2 separate regions of the Sus scrofa genome follow, and region 1 is linked to region 2. Evidence: chromatin contacts called from public Hi-C data. All regions are on one chromosome and are shown on one strand. The core of a region is the stretch at or near the end of the contact, and the rest is flanking DNA. Distances in the headings are between cores, read along the strand shown. Region 1 overlaps LOC102161209 (a long non-coding RNA gene). Region 2 overlaps HOXD9 (homeobox protein Hox-D9).

The links. Hi-C and Micro-C count contacts between places; a contact is called where the count stands out from the background.
Region 1: a Hi-C map of skeletal muscle shows a contact between it and region 2, with 7 times the contacts expected there. The contact joins two enhancer-like sites. A contact is called at or near these places in 2 of 5 promoter capture datasets (fetal liver and liver), 9 of 47 Hi-C or Micro-C datasets (adipocytes, adipose tissue, embryonic fibroblasts and 4 more) and 1 of 2 datasets of contacts at active chromatin or transcription factors (skeletal muscle).

Annotation. Positions count from the first base shown.
Region 1 is chr15:82,439,104-82,442,254 of Sscrofa11.1, reverse strand. It overlaps LOC102161209 (a long non-coding RNA gene), which reads left to right. Exons shown (of 3, transcript XR_002339197.1): 1 at 1-3; 2 at 118-1,423; 3 at 2,908-3,151. Among named protein-coding and RNA genes, the nearest start is that of MTX2, 380 kb to the right of the region's middle. Within about 2 kb of position 1,699, at least 6 of the 83 cell types and tissues checked have an H3K27ac peak or open chromatin away from gene starts, as enhancers often do. A contact at or near this core is called in skeletal muscle, where this site is marked.
Region 2 is chr15:81,916,118-81,919,261 of Sscrofa11.1, reverse strand. All of the region lies in intron 1 of HOXD9 (homeobox protein Hox-D9), which reads right to left. HOXD10 (homeobox protein Hox-D10) reads right to left here. Exons shown (of 3, transcript XM_021076346.1): 2 at 472-3,103. The coding sequence starts at 1,426. Among named protein-coding and RNA genes, the nearest start is that of HOXD10, 6.3 kb to the right of the region's middle. Within about 2 kb of position 1,406, at least 24 of the 83 cell types and tissues checked have an H3K27ac peak or open chromatin away from gene starts, as enhancers often do. A contact at or near this core is called in skeletal muscle, where this site is marked.

The sequences.
Region 1 (3,151 bases), core at 450-2,949, 520 kb before region 2:
AGGGTAAGTCAAAACCTATCTTACTTTTGGTTCTATTTAGGAGCTAGTCCTAAATGAATACTATTAGCAAAGTTCAATTATTACATTGTTCGATTATTTCAACATTTTTATTTTAAGAGATCCATCAAAGATCTTTTCATGAACAAAAGACAGTAAGGTAAGAAAAATTTAGAAGCCTGATTTGCATGTGCAAATAACTGTGGAATGAGCTCACCTAGACTAGCTTGCCAGTGACCTCAACCTTGATCTGGAAAGATCATTTATTCACAAGTGAAACATTCACATTCGCTATGCTAACCCCGTTTTGGGTCTTTTCTCAAGGTAGATTACTAACGGTGACATTGGAGGGTCTATGAATAACATCTGCATTTACCAACACCAAGGAATTCCATGTTTAACTGAACTATCATTTCTGTTGCATTTTTTATTTTAACCAGGGCGTGCTCTCTTTGTATCGTACGTATCTCAAATTTTGCTCGAGCATCTGCAAAGCAGTGAGCAGAGGAAGATCTGTGTGTATGTTTTATTGAATCCGTCCCTGGCCTGAGCAATCTGGCTTTTCTATCGCTCTTCAAACTGGTTCTGCGATCTGAGAGGGAAGGCTGTCTGCGAAAGAGCCCTCATACAACCAAATGCTGGAACCACCATTTTGCTGTCCGTTTGCACACGATGAAATGGTGGCACGGAAAACAGTTAACACATTGTGCCCATGAGAGTTGTCTTTGAAAGTAGTCTACTTGCTGATCCAAATATCGAGCTGCTTTTTAAAATATTGTTACCAAGGGACTAAAGATTTTCATTTTCTTTAAATACATAAAACCTGTGTGTGTGTGTGTGTGTGTGTGTGTGTGTGTGAAAAGCATCGGCTGCGTACATTCAAGCTAGGGATAGAAAGAACTCGTCAAAAATGCACACTCAGGCTGAGAGGGAAAGCAAACCTAAATAAAAGCCCAGATCCTGAGAATCGCTTCTAACAGCTCACAAAAGCTGTACGGTGAATTTGGCCTTGATGCCTCCTTTCATTTTAACATTCACGGCGTGCAACTGAGAGTGAGGAAATTTAAGAGAGTTGGTATTTTTTTCTTGTTTTAAAAAAAAGTCCCATAAAAATTAAATGCAGGCCCACATTTGACTCTCACCTGGGAACCCCCACACTCTCATTTTTTTATGGGAGGAAAGAAAAAAAAATAAAACAAGGACCCATGGTCCCTTCCTTTTCCACTTCTGCTCTTATTTTTAATCATTAAAAATGCTGCCTTGGCTGCATTTAAGTGTGGAAATTCTCATTTTTCTGCAGTGTTTCAGACTCACACAGACTCCTTGGGGATGCGGTGAGGAGCTAACCAACTGCACATGGGAAATGAGGATTTTCGTGGTTAGAAAAACTGCAGTGTTTGGTAATTTTCCACATGGAGTTGAAGTTGTGAGTGACTTTTCTTTCAAACATAATAACTTGAGCACTTGGTATAGAGCTGTAAGCTCGAATTTATTTGAACGCATGAAAAGGTCTTACAAATTTAACTTGACTTCTTTCTGTAAATGTTTCCAGTATTTTCAAGTGCATAATAAGTAGATTAAAACAGGGTATGCACCCTCTCCACAACTGCCCCCGACAGAATTATAAAAGGCTACTGTCTATAAATAGAAATAGCCCTGGAGGACCCACCAGCAGGTTATGCAGTATGTGACATAGGCCACCTGGGACTGAGCTGAAACCACTAATACTTTCTTCACAGGATCACTGGCTAGAGTGAGACAAGGTGTCCAGGTGAAAAAAAGGGGAGGTTGACCTAGCTACTTAAATTCGCATGTGTTCACTTTATTTTTTGCATTAAAATTAAGCACGAATATTCAGCTTTATCATTTAAACATATCGATATTCAAATAGAGTGCATTACTTTTCATATTTGTAATGATTCATAGGGCATTATGTTATTACTATTTGCAGTTGATTTTCAACAAATACTAAAACTCTTGTGAAAAAATGAAGTTTAAATGTAAGGCTGGGGAGTTCCCATGGTGGCTCAGCAGAAGCAAATCTGATTAGTATCCATGAGGTTGTGGGTTCGATTCCTGGCCTCGTTCAGTGGGTTATGGATCCAGTGTTGCTGTGAGCTGTGGTGTAGGCCGCAGACGCGGCTTGGATCCCACGTGGCTGTGGCTGTGGCTGTGGTGTAGGCGGGGCAGCTACAGCTCCGATTTGACCCCTAGCCTGGGAACTTCCATATGCTGTGGGTACGGCCCTAAAGAACAAAAAATAAAAACTAAAAAAATAAATGTAAGGCTAAGGAGAGGTTATTGGTTAAATGTTTCCCTGCTGTCCTTTATGAGATAAAATCAACTGATTTGTTTTGAAATGTAGCTCTTAAATTAAAATCTGCCTCCAACCAAGATGAATAGGTCTGGAGCTCAGGGAGCCAGTTTGCTTGTGTTCTTGACCTTGCACGGCAGTCACCAGGAAGACTGTGTTCCCTTTTATAACAGCTGCTTTACAGTTTTGAAGACGTTGCTAGACTTTTCCGTGCACAATTTTAGTTGCCCCCATGTATCTTAAATCAAGCCAACCCAATAAATGTAGGGTTGTGGTTGTGAAATAAATGTCATGTCAGTAACCCTCCACCAGATATCAGAAGAAAGAGTATGTGATTGTTTAGTCCAAAAATTAAGTTTCATGTTTTTAATTGGTGTCATATCCTGTCCCAAGTCTATAGCGCTTAAATCAAAGGCGACCATGTTAACCTGGAAAGGAAATGTAATAACAACTCCTTTCATCCCCTGGCTCAAATGTTTTTATGCTCAACCCTAATTTTTGTTAAAACACTTTCAGGCAAAGACAACAGGAAACAGTAAACATGGCAACACCATGAAAATAATTTTCTGATGCACTATTTCTCTCTGTGTTCAAAGAGTGAGTTGTCTGGGCTGCAGAGGAAACTGCTGTATCGTTAAACCCAAGGCCGACGACAAAAACAGCCGCCCTACCAGCAAAATAGATACCCCTCCTCATTTCATAAATCTTGTTTCCAACGAGAATAAAGCCAGGAACGGACTCTTGCTCACAGCAATGGCCTGAAACGTCCTGTATCAGGGTAGTCCGCTCAAAGGGACCCAGGGCACCCCGCAACAATCTCAGGGCCGGGGAGGTGATTGT
Region 2 (3,144 bases), core at 157-2,656:
CCATCTCATACCCCCTTGTCAACCCCAAGCTCGCAGGATGCGGGGTGCATACATTTGAACAAGAACACAGTGCCTCAGACAACCTTAAAATCATCATTGGGTGAAAGGCAGGGCTGGGACTGCAAATCTGAACGAGAGAAAGGAGGGTCTGGGGCATGTTTACCAGCCGCAGGTCTCATTTGCACTCTTTTGTTGCATTTCAAGTCTAGCTCAGGAAAAATAAACCCGGCAAACCCTTCCTCTGCCTGGGCTCCCTCAGCGTGGGGCCAGGACCAGCCAGGAGGGCCAGGGCAGTGCCGGAGAAGCGGAGACCATCTCAGGACTAAGAATGCCCCTCTAAAAGCCGGGAGGAGCAGCACCTCCCTGTCGGGCCCCAGACTGCCGAGCTCGACACTGGGCACCCAGGCGGAGCTCTTTGCCGGGTTCCCGGGCTGCTCGCCCCGCTGGGGTGGCAACTCTGCTCATACCGACCTTTGCTTTCCTTCTCCTGTACTTCAGGACTGGACACGGAGACCTCAGCCAGGCAGCTCCTCTCTTCCGGAAGGCCACCCTTGGCCTCGGGGCTCTCCACCTGGGAGACTTTGTTGGGCTCCGGGCCACTCGCGGGCTCGTTCATCTTCTTTTCCATCTGCAGCTGGGCGGCCGAGAGCTGCGGCTTGGCCGCGCCGCGAGGGTTGAGCTGGAGCATGACTGTGGAGCTGCCTTCGGGGCTGTTATTGTACTCTTGGGTTTTCCCGGTGGCGTAGGTCTGACTCAGTCTAAAATATCCAGGGACAGGAACCTCAGGGTTCTCAACGGGACAGGACTCAGGGACCAGCCTCTGGTACGAAGGGACCTCAGCAGAAATGAGTTTGTTGCGCTTATCAGAATACATGCAGCAATTGGATTCTTCCTTAATGTTGGTGGTGAAGGAGCAAGTGGGGACTTGCTGTGTAACAGGTTGCTCTATTCGACAAGATCTGTTCGGGTCTGTCCAACTGTCTACTTGAGGTATATAAGGATGCACATTCATACCCATATTTTGGTGGTTCACTTCTCTTTTGGCCAGAGACGGGAGCAGTCCACAGGTTTGCATTCCATAGGTCCCCATGTCTGCGCTAGGTGGTGGCATGTACATGCTGGCGCTGCTCGAATAAAAACTGTCACTCCTGCAGGCACTGATCAAGGAATCTACTAAAAAAGTATTAGCAGCAGGAGAGCTGTTGGGAAAGGACATTTTGGGGAGGAATTTGAAGAAGAGAGATTGTGTCCTTTGTAGGCTGACATCTCTAGGAAAACATTCCCCGTGTAATTGTGGATGCCTCTGCCGACCACATGACAACCAAGCCAATGAGATTTGAAAATGGCCTTGAGCCGCAGCCTCCTCGCAGGTCACGTGCTCCAGAGCCCGGCCGGCCAGCCGCGTAAGCACGGACAACAGCGACATCTACTACGCGCCTGCGATAGTGCGCGCTGGAGACTGCCGGCCCAGCACTCTTCGCCGCCCGCCAGCCTCCCGGGGCTCGCTCGGCCCTCCCGCCCCACTCGCGTCCCCCACTCCGGCCTCTGGGCCCCGCAGGCGGAAGGAAACACTCGGCCCCGAGGGGGTCTCCAGGCGGACACACGCAGGGAGGGAAGTCGGAGCGCCGTGGCGCCAGCACACAGAAGCATGCCCCGCACACACCCAGGCAGGCGCCCGAGACGGCCCGGGCCCGGGCGGGGGGGATGGTGGGGGGCCCAGCCTAGTTCATTTTGTCTCGGGCAGCCTGGGAAGGTGAGTCGGATTCCCCAGGCTCTGAGACATCCCACCCCAGGGGTCCACAGGAAAGAGCTCTGGCGCCTAAGACGCGGCCAAGGTATCCTGGGGAGCGGAGGCGAGAAGGACCGCGAGGGCCGAGAGGCTACGCAGTTGGCCGGCCCCGCGGAGCCCCAGGACCCGCCCGGCCCCGGCGCTGTCCTCTGCCTCCGCCCGGCCACCCTAGCTCCGGGCGCCTGCGCCCCGGTGGGCTACCCGAGCCTTTGACTCTCGGAGGAACCACACCCCGACCTCTGCGGGTCGGGCCGCTGGGAGCTTTCAGTCCGGAGACAATCCCTTTCCAGCAGTTCACAATCCGCGAAAGCGTCCCTCGGGTTCCCAGCGGAAGAACGAAACCGAGGTTTCCTCCCCACGCGCCCTGATAATAGAGGGCAAAGAGGAAGGAAGGGAGAGAGAAAGAAAACGTTTTCAAGGAAAGGAAGGAACTCTCGCTTTCATACTCCAGAAGTTTTAGAAAACTGGGCCAAGCAGGAGAGAGTGAGAGGCAAAGGTGTCATTTGGTTCTTCTGCAAAGAAAAATATGTTTTCCTTTTATGGATTTTGTAAAAGCATTGGTTTCTGACAAGTGCAAGGTACAAAAGGTTGTGGAATTTATTAATACATATTAAGAAGAATCAGGGCGATCAATAAAATTCTCATCTACATTCTTGGGCTACTTGGTAATTTTCTTGCTTCTGAAGGTTTTTAAAGAGTTATACCCGCTGTTGCCACACACGGGAAGATATTTTATTAACAAATCAATCGAGACTTTGTAAAGGATAAGATTAATAGTTAAGATTTAGCATAATGGCGTTCGCTTTATGAATTATTGAAAATTATACTATTGATTTTTCCCCTTCGCTACTAACCAAGAAGGTCAATTTTTGTTTTAACACAAATTGTCAAATATTAAAAGCTATACTTTTGTCAGAAGTTGAGTTTTATAGTTGTGAGCAATCCCTAAAATTATTTGACACGATTCTGCTTGGGTAAGGGAAAGGAGGGAAAAAGGAGGTGGGGGAACCATACTCCTCTGTTTCCTTTGGTGAGGGAAAGTTCTATAAAGAGGATTTGGTCTTTGGGGTTGTGGTCGAGCTCATTAAAAAAACAACCACCATCACCACCACCATGGAAACTCAGTTTTATGAGAAACTTCTTCAACAACTTCCTCCCTCGTTCTCTGGCTGTAGGCGGGTGAGCAGTCCTTCGGAAGCCACAGCCTCGGGGCAGCAGCGGGGAGCTTTAACCTTGATTTCCAAAGGCTTGCCCTGAGCGAGGGGCCCCGGCCAGGGCGCAGGAGTCGTCCGCCGGCTTCCCATATCCCCTTTCCTGCATCCAAGAGAGGAAAAGGGCCCCAGAAACTCTGCTCG